2 separate regions of the Zea mays genome follow, and region 1 is linked to region 2. The links are chromatin contacts, called in public Hi-C maps. All regions are on one chromosome and are shown on one strand. The core of a region is the stretch at or near the end of the contact, and the rest is flanking DNA. Distances in the headings are between cores, read along the strand shown.

Region 1 (6,966 bases), core at 2,596-5,095, 180 kb before region 2:
GATGCACACCGAGGAGAACAAGCGCCGCACCTTGCAGAAGAACGACATTGCCGCAGCCATCACCAGGACCGACATTTACGACTTCTTGGTCGACATTGTTCCCAGGGATGAGATGAAGGACGACGGAATCGGGCTTCCTAGGCCCGGGCTGCCACCCATGGGAGCCCCAGCTGACGCATATCCATACTACTACATGCCACAGCAGCAGGTGCCTGGTCCTGGGATGGTTTATGGCGCCCAGCAAGGCCACCCGGTGACGTATCTGTGGCAGGATCCTCAGGAACAGCAGGAGCAAGCTCCTGAAGAGCAGCAGTCTCTGCATGAAAGGGACTGAGGATGTCGCTCAAGCTATCACCTGATTTTTCAGAGCTCTCATTTTAGGTTCTCTAAACTGCAGGTTTTCGTTGGCTAATATCGTTGGGTATCAAACTGAAACAGGTAGGGTGTAGCATCATGGTAGTTTGATTTCTGCTGTGGTGTTAGTTGGAGGGATAATGATTAGCGGCTAGTGGATTAAAGTTACCCATACCGTTTCCTTTCGTTCCAAAAGTTCGCCTTCATGAGGCCTCTGATATGAAAAATGCTGGGTGTTAATGCTTCTATGCTCTGCTTGTGTTGTGCAGTTCATGCTTCTCTCTTTTCTCCATTGCTCTTGATTCGTAGCGTGGAAGGTGTTCTGTTAATTCATGGAAATTCTGTTCCAGACTTGTGTCTAGTTGAATTCTGGGACCCAGTAGAGCTGGGCCATGGCCATTCACCTCCCAAGACCAAACCAGTCAAATTCTTGAAGAAGCTGGGTGTGCCCTTAACTGCATTTCTGAATACAACAGGTAACTACTCTCATGGCACAGCGCGTCATGTCGTCGCCCAGATTTGGCTGGAGTTGGAAATGTTTGCAATTAAGGACTGTTCCTTGCTGCTGAGGCTTTCTACTCGTGTCTTCGCGGGCGGGCGCGTGTACACGGCACTGCATGAAACAGTTCGCTGAAGAGAGATGGTCAGGACAAACCAGGGGCCTGTCAATCTTCCGGGACCGGGAAGGTGCTTGTCTTCGTGACAAGCTATCTCCCTTTTCGAAGTCTCGGTTTGATCCAAGTTTAGCCACTAGGGATTCAGATGATCCTAGCTAAAACACAGCGAAACTTTAACCAAAATATATACCATCTCTTTGGCCGTTTCAGCCTAGCTAAAATATATACGTTTAGCTAGAATCCAAATAGTCCCAGCTAAATTTTAGCTAGCCAGATTAGGCAATTAACTGACCAAAGTTCAGTTAAGATGGACCTAAACAGGACATAAGTAGATGGGGACCACTACTTTTGACTTGGCTATTCGATCTTTTGATTAGGGTATTTGTGCTCACATCTTTTTCATGTTTTAGATCGATGTGCGTAAACAAAAAGACCACGCCAATTTTAGGCATGGGGAAGATTTTTTTTAATTTTCTTATCGGCAACTCACGTTTCCGACTTAACATTCTCAGGTGGGTACAGTAGCTTCCGGGCATTTTCCTCTCCATTTCCGCACCGCTCTTTGGCTTTTTATATAAGCTCTCTGGCACGGCTCCTCGTTCACGCTCTCTGATCGCTTCAGCTCAGCTGCTCTCGCTCGCCTCGCAGATCGCAACCCACCCTTAGCCTGCAAGGAACTCCCCTCTTGCGTTGCGCCCTCGCCCGCCCTCCTCTGTAAGTTGTGCACTGCATTGTTGTCGCGCTGGCAATCTGGGGCCGAAAAGCAAAAGCGGGTGGGTTTGAGCTAGCTAGGGCAGGCTCAGCTCAGGCGGCGCGCAACGCAATGGGGCGTGGGAAGGTGGAGATGAGGAGGGTCGAGAACCGGGTGAGCCGCCAGGTGACCTTCTCCAAGCGCCGCAAGGGGCTGCTGAAGAAGGCCGACGAGCTCGCCGTGCTCTGCGGCGTGGACGTCGGCGTCGTCGTCTTCTCCGAGCGCGGCAAGCTGTTCGAGTACTCCTCGCCGACCAGGTCCGCGGGTGATCAAAATCGATCGGTGTGGGTTTTGGTTGTGTGTTGGTTTTTTTGGGGTTTGGTTAAGTATGCGTGATCGCGGAAACCTTTATTTCGGGTCCCTATCAAGTTGCTGCTGGATTGGAGTTCACTATCGAGTTGATTTTCTTCGACACACGCGTGCGTGACTATGTGTTCCGCCTTGCGCAGCCTTTCACTCCCTCTCAAATGTTGGCTTGGGAGTCAGCACACGCCGATCAGTTCTTCCAAGTTTGCATAAGAAGTAGCCCATGATCGATTAGCGAAAGATAGGAATATTCCAGAGTCTTGCAATCTGCAGATCCCTAACACCAACACTCTCCACCGTTACCATTTTTGCGAAGCTTGGTGGATCTGATTCGCCGGTACGAGGCGGCCACCAGCACGCGACTCTTGCATCAGGACGCACGCTGCTGCACCGATCACCAGTCTGATCATCAGGTACGCATCTACCAGATCGACGTCCAGACCCAACGCAGCAGCTTCAGTATCTTCGTCAGCCTGTTCATGCGCCATCTCTATTCTTGCCTCGTTTTTCTCTCTCTCTCTCTCTCCAATGCTGCTGCAGCAGCAGCAGCAGATGGCCGCTGAGATCAGCCAGCTGCGGAGTGAGTGCGAGCAGCTGGAGGCCAGCCTGAATGCGTACACGGGAGAAGACCTGTCGTCCGTGACTTCGGTGGTCGAGCTCCTCGAGCTCGAGCAGCGGCTGGAGTCGGCCATCGGCAAAGTCCGTGCAAGGAAGGTATAGGTATCTACTGCTCGAAAAAAAATTTGTTGCAGCCAGGCTGCAAACCAGGCCGTTTGCAGCCCCTCACAAAAATGAGGATAGACCCCACCTGCAGGTCAATAATACAACAAAAATGTTATCTGGTGAACTTGCAGGTGGGGCCTATCCTCATTTTTGTGAGGGACTGCAAACGGCCTGGTTTGCAGCCCGGCTGCAACAAATTTTTTTCCCTGCTGCTAGGTGATCCTGGTTCCTCTGCATGTCGAGGCGGTTTTTATTGCGTGCCTTGTTTTTTTTCCTTGGCAGGATGAGCTGCTCGTCAACCTGACCGAGGAGCTTCAGGTCAAGGTAAACTGTGACGGCCGGCCGGCTTCGCGTGAGCAGTAGTTGTAGCACGTCGTCGTAAAAGCAGCTGTGTGAAGTGATCGTGCCGCTGCCGCTGTGATGTGACGCACGCAGACCGAAGAGCACGGGCGCCACGACGGCCCACCAGCCGCCGCGGGCGTGGAGGCGACAGTGGCGGAGCCGCCGCTGCCACAGTCGCCGTCGTTCGCGTACCTCCTGGCCCTGGAGGAGAAGTCCGCGGCGAGCACAATGCTGCGTCTGTGGCCGCCGACGGACGAGGACGCCGACGGCGGCGGGAGCTCCAGCCCACGCGATCTACACCTGTGGTAACAGAACGTGTACGCGTACGTCCGAAGCTTAGCAGACTAGCTTAACCCTTTATGCTGAAAAAAAAAACTGAACGGTAATTTCTTCTTGCAGAATGCAGATCGAAGGCACAGTAGACTGGTTGCCCCGCCTGGCCGGCCATGGACGTGTGTCGATCAGCTGGGTGGACTTGATGACATGACAGATTTACTTAGTTTGCTAAAGTACATAACTAAAACAAACAAGTTAGTTAAAGAAAGGAAGTAGCATGCTTAAGGGGGTGTTTGGTTTCTAGGGACTAATGTTTAGTCCCTTCATTTTATTCCTTTTTTGTCTATAAATTGCTAAATATAGAAACTAAACTAAAGTTTTAGTTTCTATATTTGGCAATTTTGGAACTAAAATGGAATAAAATGTAGGGACTAAACATTAGTCCCTAGAAACCAAACACCCCCTAAGTAGTAGTACTAATAGGTTATCTATAGTTAATGCTCAAGTGACCATACCTTTTTCCATGTCTTGGTCACATCAAGCTAAATAAAGACCATGACATAGCCAAGACAACAAATCCAAGTTTCAGTGACTTTACTAGTGTTTTTTTATAAGGCACCTTTACTAATGCTGCTCCGAACTAAACATGGGAATGGATGTCCATAGACCACCCACCACCTACTGTTCGTGCTAATTTTGTGGTTATGGTTATGACTTCAAAATTTTGGAGTTGAGGTGTTTTCTTTTGGAGTTGGACGTTCGATTGCTGATTTCGATGACTCTCAGAGGCCCAGATTAATGGACTTTCTGACTAGTACAAACCGTGGTTCTCGCCATGACGAACCAACCAGCGTCGTGGCGTGGGACGGCGTCCGACTCAAGTCTGTCAAAGCACAAAGCAGGCCCAGCGGCAGGCCACATCCGTCGGACCCTTGCCTTCTCGGAGAAGCTTTCACACACCTCTCCTTGCTCTGGAAGCCATGTACGGCGGCGAACTCTCCTCTTGGTAACCTCCCGCTATTTAAACTCCCCCCCTCTCCTCCCCACCCCCAATTGTCAGTTGCCAGACCGCATACCGCCGGCCCAGTCCTCATCGGCGCCGGACGGGTAAAGAGTTTTATTTTTACATCACCGGAGGCATTTTTTTTTTCTTCATCAGGCTTCTGGATCTTACCTGGCCTCCATCATGGAACATGACGGCACGAACCTGCTGGCTGTCAATGAGGTTCTGCGCTCGGTACAGCTGCTCAAGATTGACGGCTACTGCGCCACCGCTACCATGAGCGAGCTGGAGTTCATCAAATCCAGATGGTGCACCAATGGCCACGAGTGGGAGGTCCGTTTCCATCCTACTTACAAGTGGAACGGGCGGTGGGTAGCGGTGAAGCTCATACTTATCAGTGAACCTCTGAGGGACAAGCTGAGGGTGAGCCTGAGCTGCCGGATGAGACCCAACAACTTCCAGCGGGATCTCGGTGCCTCTTATGAGCAGAGTTTGTCCCATATATTTCCCAGTGACTCCAAATGCTCGCCTGTACTTCTCCTCATGTCAAGGGCTGAGCTAGGATCATCAGATTACCTCGTGGAGGATTCGCTGACCGTGGAATGCACGCTCACCGAGCTACGTGGCTTCGACGCCTCTGTGAAGGATCCGCCCCTGCCAGTGCCACAGCCACAGCCACTGCGCTCGGACCTACACCAGCACCTCGGCGAGCTCCTGCAGAGCAAGGACGGAGCGGACGTCACGTTCCGTGTCTCCGGGGAGTCCTTCGCCGCACACAGGGTCATTCTCGCCGCGAGGTCCCCGGTTTTCAAGGCCGAGTTCTTCGGAGGCATGAAGGAAAGAAGCTCTGCTTATGTGGAGATCAGAGACATGGACGCTGCTGTGTTCAGGTCCATGCTTCACTTCATCTATACCGACATGGTCCCAGAGCTCGACGGTGCCCAGGACCAGGAGCCTGAGGCGGCGGCGGGCGGCGGCCATGGCTCAGCACCTACTCGTAGCTGCTGACAGGTAAGGTTTCTTTCTTTTGAACCTTTGTCCACTTTCAGAACGGGTTATCATGTACTATTTCGTTGCATATGGGTCTGTTTGGAAGTAAAACATTTATTTTTGTAGATACTATAGTTTTTAGGGGTATTTGAATGACTAAAACTAATAGTTAGTGACTAAAATTAATTGAGACATTCAAATAACATGGCTAATAGTTCAGCTATTAGTTATTTTTGGTAAATTAGTTAATGTAGTTGTTTGTTAGCTAGCTAATTTCATTAACAGTTTTTAGTCAATTAATTATTAGTTCTAGTGCATTCAAACACCACCTTAGTATGGCCGTGGTATTTTATGTCACTTGGTTGTAATCCTGGTATTTTTGGTATTCAAAACTCAGCTCCAATCCAAAGTTTTTATGACACGTCTAACTTTTGCTTAATACTATAGTTTACAATAATGTTGTATCTAAACAATGTTCCGTAATTTTTTTTAGAGTTGGTCAAAACTGCGCTTGGTATTGTCATGGCTGGTCTTAGAAACATGTAGAGCGTAACACCGTGTGCGTGTATACTAGTAGATTGTAATTGTTAGCTCCTGAGAATTTTGACAGGTATGGGCTGAACGGGCTGAAGCTGATATGTGAATGCAAGCTCTCTGGTGGCATCAACATCGGCACAGCGGCTGCGACGTTGGCTCTCGCCGAGCAGCGCAACTGCCCGCTGCTCAAAGCCAAGTGTCTTGAGTTCGTCACTAAGTCGCCTGAGACTCTTGATGCTGTCCTGGCGACTGACGGCTACGCGCATCTGGTGGAAAGCTGCCCTCTGGTGCTGACTGAACTAGTGAGGGCTGCGCGTGGAAGGAAGATCTGAGCTCGCGATGATGGTTTTCATTGACAGTCCTAGTATTACTAGTATCTTCCTCATATAATGATTGAGTTGCTTGGCTTCACATGCATGCTATGGTATGGTTATGGTTTCCCTAAGATGTAATGAACCTGGAGTTATGGTTATGGTTTCCCTAAGCATGATGAACTAGTCTTTGCAGTTGATTCCCTCCCCACTTTCAATCTGAGCTGCTTAATTCAGCCCTTGTTAGCCACCTGTGCTTGTCATGCACATGAGATGGGCAGCTAGCATTCATTTTCTGTGGCTAAGATCTCGTCTCTGTTTTGTGCTTATTATCATTTGGTGCTTAATTGTATCAGCTGCCTTTTCTCGTGCTTGACATGCATATATAATATGCGCACGCATGACATGAGCAGACTGCTGCTGCTTCAGTTGCAAGTTGCAGCTAGTGCAAAAAGATTCAGAAAACCCGTTTTTTATTAGAGCAGTCAGTTTGGGGGAGAATGAAGAGGCAGCTCCAAAACTCTATCACAGATGTCAAATTGTCAACTGCAGTGTGGATTTGTAGCCCAGTTAAATATCTGGCGCGGCCGCCGCCGCTATTTGGAAATTTGGAATTCTGAAAGAACACAGGTGCGCAGGCTGGAGAACACCGTCATCCAAACTCGAAGGCAGCTGTGGTAACAGAACGTCCGGTCGTCCGGTGCTAGCAGACCGAAGGCAGTAGAGTGTTTTTTTAGAAAGATCAGCAGGGGGAAA
Region 2 (6,127 bases), core at 451-2,950:
GTGTACACCGGACATGTCCGGTGAATTATAACGGACTAGCCGTTGCGAATTCCCGAAGCTGGCGAGTTCCTGAGGCGCCGTTCCTTGGAGCACCGGACACTGTCCGGTGTACACCGGACAGTCCGGTGAATTATAGCGAAGCGCCTCTGGATTTTCCCGAAGGTGAAGAGTTCAGCGTGAAGTCCCCTGGTGCACCGAACAGTGTCCGGTGGCATACCGGACAGTCCGGTGCGCCAGACCAGGGCACACTTCGGTTATCCCTTTGCTCCTTTGTTGAATCTATTTCTTGGTCTTTTTATTGGCTAAGTGTGAACCTTTAGCACCTGTATAACTTGTACACTAGAGCAAACTAGTTAGTCCAATTTATTTGTGTTGGGCAATTCAACCACCAAAATCATTTAGGAAATAGGTGTAAGCCTAATTCCCTTTCAAGTTGAGTGCTTCTTCTTAATCTCACGGGTCATAAAGACCCCACAAAGATCACCACACAATTAGGTGTCTCTTGCTAGCTTTACAAATCACTTAGAAAAATTAGAGGAGATAAAGAAAGCAACCAAGCAACAAGAGCAACAAATAGAACACAAATCTCACTCTCTCTCAAGCCACTAAACACTATTGATCACTTGTATTAATTGTGGGACTTAGAGAGGATTGGAAGCTTTGAATGTGACTTTGGAATGTATTCTTTGCTCTTGTATTGAGTGTTGAGGGTGGAAAGCTTGGATGACTTGAATGGTGGTGGTTGGGGGTATTTATAGCCCCAACCACTATTCTAGCCATTGGTTGTGCTCTCTGTCGACAGACATACCGGACAGTCCGGTGCGTGCCACGTCAGCCGACTGTTGGGGTTAGGAGCAATTGACCGTTGAAGTCGTTTGTCCTTGTGGCGCACCGGACAGTCCGGTGGCACACCGGATAGTTCGGTGGCACACCGGACAGTCCGGTGCGACTTGACATCGCCGACTGTCTCTAACCTTCTGAGGCTTCAGACTGCGGTGGCAGTCGACCGTTGTCGAAGTTGACCGTTGCTCGTGGGCTCACTGGACAGTCCGGTGATTTTTAGTCGAGGAGCGTTTCGTTTTCCCGAGAGCGGCCAGTTCGCTGGGCGCACCAGCCTGGGCACCGGACACTATCCGGTGCACACCAGGTAGTCTGGTGCGCCACAGGCTGGTGCAAATCTGTTTTGCTCCATACTTATAGAATTGCCCCAAGGGTCATTTTCCTTATATGTGTATGTTAACTTTATGCACCTGAGAAAAGATCAACTAGACAAACTAGTTATTCCATAAGGTTTGTGATGGTCGTCAAACACTAAAATCGATTATCAGGAATGGTTGAGGCCATTTCTCCTTCAGTTTTCGTTAATTTTAGGGCCTTTTACAATGGTCTTTCCACTGTCATGAACTGCCGGGTTGAATCTAGGGTTCTACTGGGTCTCTTTAGCAAAAATAGGCGGTCGAAGGGGTATGAGTGATCCACAGCCGCCCAGATCAGATCCTATGACCTAGATTACCCACAACATAATGCTGAAGCGGTACACACTGGCTGCCCTCGGATCAAGGATCAACAGTCGAGATTCGATGCACCAAAATCATCTTGCGTCCACTCGATTTAAGATCGACGCCTACCATTACTCCTGGGTGAAGGGTTTCGCGGTATTCAATCTGGATCGCTCGATCGCGATCCAACCGCCCCGATTTAACCATCGAGGGGAGATACCCGAACAAATCTCGGCCCTCTGCTTAGATCTGACGGTTGCTACATCATCTTCAACCTCCCGACGGGAACCAGAGCATAGGAGCAGGCTCGTCATGGCCATGCCACGCCAAGGATACCCCGCCCACGCCCAGTGCCTTAGTATCGGGTGTGAATCACGGAGAGCGGAAGACATCCAGAGCGCCAGGTGCTTTTTTTTACCTAGGATCATGGCGCTGCAGATGTCGGCCCCGCCACACAGTGGCACCGCGGCGCCACGGGTCACAGGTGAAGTATGCCCTGGTCGTTGCCACCGCACGAGGTGTCCACAGGAACCCCGCACTCGACCCACGGAGATCACAGGTCTCGACACCGAGACCCCGCTACCGGTGCGACGTGAATCGAGGTCGACGACAATCACACAGTGGTGCAAGAGCTTCGCGGTAGGAGCATCTAGACCTAGATGAACCAAAGGGTATGTCGCGGCAGACATATATAGGAGCAAGCAGAGTCCGAGGCGGATCTAGGGAAATCCTACCGGCTTTGATCCGAGTTTTGTGGATTGAACAGAGCGGCGGAGTTTGTTGTTGAGTGGGGTTGATGAATCTGGACAATGGGGCCCCCATGACCGAGGCACAAACGAGCACCCGAGCGCATCGGAGTCCACGGAGGGGCTGCCGTCATGGTCCATTTGTCAGTGATTGGGTGCAGCGCAGGCTGAGAGGGAGTGGGCTGACGAGAGGTAGGGCTAATTGGGCCAACGGCCAGATTCGACCTAGAGAGGCTGACGGGTCTTTTGTTTTTTTATATTTTGAACCCTTTCAATTTCAGTTTTGAATTCCAAAATCAAATTTGATTCAATTCTCAAGGTTCAATTTATATGCAACATCCAAAGACCCAGCATGAAATGCATGATTCCACTTTATTTATCTTATTTTATCCATTAAACAAAGGGTTTATTAATATGAAACTTATATACACAAAAGACACTATTCTAAGAAAACAATTCCTAATATATCATCTTAAATCTTTTGGCGAATAATATTTAAACATAAATTTTAAATAGTTTTATTTGTACAAGAATTTCTAATTATTTCCTACGAAGAGATGGTTCCTAGGCAATATAATGAATAGTTTTACTATTTAAACATTTGAGAATCTTTCTTGGTTTTCTCTTTTAACCCTAGTTCAAAGCCTTAACTCAAATATTTTGGACAAACTTTTATGAATCCCAAAATTAGTATTTTGGGGTGTTACAACCTAAGAATGGTAGTGGTTGCATGTTATTTGGTCTTTGACTCGTATACCCTCTACTCGTGATCTTAATAGCATAACCCTGTTGTTCTCCGCCATTCAGAGAATAGTGTGGTTATGCTGTCGTATTCATGAGCAGAAGGTACACGTGTCCGACCAAATAACACACAACGACTGGCATTCTTGGGTGGGTCGTTTAGTACATATCCTCTTCCTAATAGGGTTTGTAGTTATGAATTGGTTAATAACACTGCACACTGCACATGTTTGTCATGCATGATTATGATCTACGTTTTTCCATTAGCTTTGAAAATGGGTGACGATCGAAGAAGGGCTATGTACGATGGTTTCAACAATGACACCCTGGGGCACTCTGATGGATGGGTTAAGGTTGCTGACGAATTTGTGGCGCACGCATTTGCTGGCGAGCCTCGTGCGGCGAAATGCTCATGTACTAGGTGTCGAAACCTGATCCGACTAGTCAAGTTTGACCTCTCCATTCATATCTGCAAATATGGATTTAAGCCAGACTATTTGGTGTGGCACGAGCATGGGAGAGGTGGATGCACCTCCGAAGTTGAACACGGACGTGGACCTAGACCAAATGGAGGACATGCTAGATGACATCAGACATGAGTATCCATCATTGGAGACCGACTGACCCCCGATGGAGGAAGTGCATCAGTTTTACAAGTTGCTAGAAGTCGCGGATGCAAAAGTGCACGAGGGCACCAAAGTGCCTGTACTTCAGGTCGTAACATGACTTATGGCAATGAAGTCCAAGTACAACTTCTCAAATAACTACTACAACAATATCACGAAGTTGATTATTGATCTCCTCCGCCGAACCATAAGATGCCAAAGAACTTGTATCAGTCTAAAAAGATTGTCTTGGGTCTTGGCATGAACTATGAGAAGATTGATGCGTGCGAAAATAATCGCATGTTGTTCTGGAGGGATCACAAGAATGACACCCATTGCATGCACTGCAAGAACTCAAGGTATGCAGTGGTGGTGGACAAGGAAGGCACTGAGGTCACTACAAAAGTCTCGGTCAAGCAACTCCGTTTCATGCCTATTACTCCACGACTGTAAACCCTAGAATCTAGCCTCTAAAACTCTAGTCACTTGAGAAATAATAAAGGGGTCATTTTAATTATGTATCTCATTAAAGAGGCATATTTCTTTTAAATAAATACCAAACAAACACATCATGTTAGAACTCCTTTGTTTGTGCACCAAACTCAAATTGAGGTTTAAAACAAATTTTAGCTTCAAATTCAAATATGAGGTCTGAAAAATATTGGAGCAAAAGAGTGGAATAGTACTAATAATAATAATAAATAATATTATCGCAAGCAGTAGATGTATTATTCCTACTAGACTTTTGTTTGGTATTTGAAATTTGTGGTTCAAAACAAGAATTTAAAATTAATTTGAATTTAAAATAGATATTTGAAATATGAAAATTTAAAGGAAATCAGAAAAAAAAATAAAGAGAAGAAGCTTACCTAGGCCAGTTCTCCCATTGCGGCCCACATATTCTTTCATCTACCTCGGCCCGGTCCATCTCTCGCGCATGTTGAAGTCACTAGACAGACAGGTCTACCTGCCAGTGGGTACCTCGTGTCCGCACGGCTCTTTCACACACTGATAATGGTGGCCCGTCTGTCAGTCATCTTCCCCAACAAATCCCACGGCGCGGCAAACTCAGAACGGTCGGCGCCCTGGACTCCATGTGGTTCTCGGCAAGTTGTTGCTATCCATCCTCTATGACCGGGTGTATAAATAACGGGCCCTCGCCCCCCTTGGTCACCAGACCGTAGCAACCGGGAAACGTCGGGCGCTGATCCGCATCGCTGTCACTAGGGAAGAATCCAACCGCCCACCGTCGTCTTTGTTCGTCGTCGTTGGTAATAACCCCACCACTCAATTCGGCGTGCCCTACTGGTCGATTAGCATCTATCGGATTGTGTGATGGCAATCTAGGAAATGATTTAGCCCCTCCGCCGGTGGGTTCGCCTTCGGGTAAACTGGGGCCTGGGCCGGGTTTCTGTCGTGAGGTGGGGGATGACTCCCCAGAGGTTGGATCGGGATCATGTGGTTGTGATTCGTTCACGGGATAGCGCTTGGGGGATCTAATCGTGACCATCGGTTTTCAGATGTGCGGCCCGGATTAGAAGTAAGTGGCTGGTTCAGGGAAATTGGATCTGGAGCATTGATATCAAATCAGACGTTTGAGATTATAATTCAGTCGTGTAAAACCCTGGTCGTTGGATCTAGATCCGAGGGCCCATGTAGCGTACCGGTTCGATGGATAGCCCTTTTAGTCGGGATCGTCGATTTAAGATCACGTGGTCAGAAAAGCTCCATACCTCTTCAACCGCGCCAAAATGCAAAAAAGCCCCTGCCCTTTTCTGCAATCAACCCACAGTCCACCCAATTCAATAAAAGTAGCAGTTAAGCCCTCGCGTTTCACAAATGGGCCCCTAGAAATTTACAAATTTATCCATGGAGCTAGTAAAATTAGTATTAAGTGAATCTAAATCTTATTTAATGCATATTTTCCACGTTTTAACTCCGAATTGACCCGTTCAAGTTGCATTAGTTCCATAACAATGTTGACTGCATAATAACAATATTATTTGATCATGTCCCATAAATTTTATAAATACATATTGTTTAACGTGTGTTTTGGTAGACTAATCTATAATCAAACTAGGATATGATCCCTGCCCAAGTTATAACTTAGATTAAAAGGTGATCATGTATTCCTTCATAATACTTTCTCACAATGTTTATACTAGTTGACATAGAATATATGTGTGGGGGATAGATATCCCCCGGGTCCACCAGAAGGATAAAAGACCTCACGAAAGGCCCAAGGGCCCCATAATTCGTAAGGTCATCCCCTTGTGGGCCTGGGAGAGACGACCAGTGAAGCGGATCGACATAAGGCCGGATCGGTGCAAGCCCAGACGACCCAATGACTTCGAGCAAGTAATCACAACAGTGACCCGACCTTCCCACGCTGGAGCCCCGTACAACGGAACCGAGCGAGGATGGGTCGGCGGAACTATAGGAGGATAGACTCAATCGGTTCACTATTGCTTAGGTGCACATTGTTATCATACCTGCATGTATTGCCCCACGGTCAAATATATAAGGCCTAGGGGGC

The links. A called contact is a pair of places that touch in the nucleus more often than the background predicts.
Region 1: a contact with region 2 is called in a Hi-C map of leaf, with 3 times the contacts expected there. The contact joins the promoter of LOC100272409 here to the enhancer-like site in region 2. A contact is called at or near these places in 2 of 25 Hi-C or Micro-C datasets (ear and leaf).

Annotation. Positions count from the first base shown.
Region 1 is chr6:103,256,499-103,263,464 of Zm-B73-REFERENCE-NAM-5.0, reverse strand. LOC100272409 (BTB/POZ and MATH domain-containing protein 2) reads left to right here and starts at 3,845. Exons shown (of 3, transcript NM_001146887.2): 1 at 3,845-4,375; 2 at 4,529-5,383; 3 at 5,973-6,385. The coding sequence starts at 4,205. The coding sequence ends at 5,380. It overlaps LOC103629660 (MADS-box transcription factor 30), which reads left to right and starts at 1,641. Exons shown (of 6, transcript NM_001401854.1): 1 at 1,641-1,979; 2 at 2,345-2,441; 3 at 2,572-2,742; 4 at 3,034-3,075; 5 at 3,187-3,416; 6 at 3,493-3,614. The coding sequence starts at 1,795. The coding sequence ends at 3,402. LOC100283252 (nuclear transcription factor Y subunit C-2) reads left to right here. Exons shown (of 2, transcript NM_001156154.2): 2 at 1-600. The coding sequence ends at 334.
Region 2 is chr6:103,076,399-103,082,525 of Zm-B73-REFERENCE-NAM-5.0, reverse strand. It overlaps the pseudogene LOC109940487. Among protein-coding and RNA genes, the nearest start is that of LOC100273723, 28 kb to the right of the region's middle. Within about 2 kb of position 1,700, at least 17 of the 20 cell types and tissues checked have an H3K27ac peak or open chromatin away from gene starts, as enhancers often do. A contact at or near this core is called in ear and leaf, where this site is marked.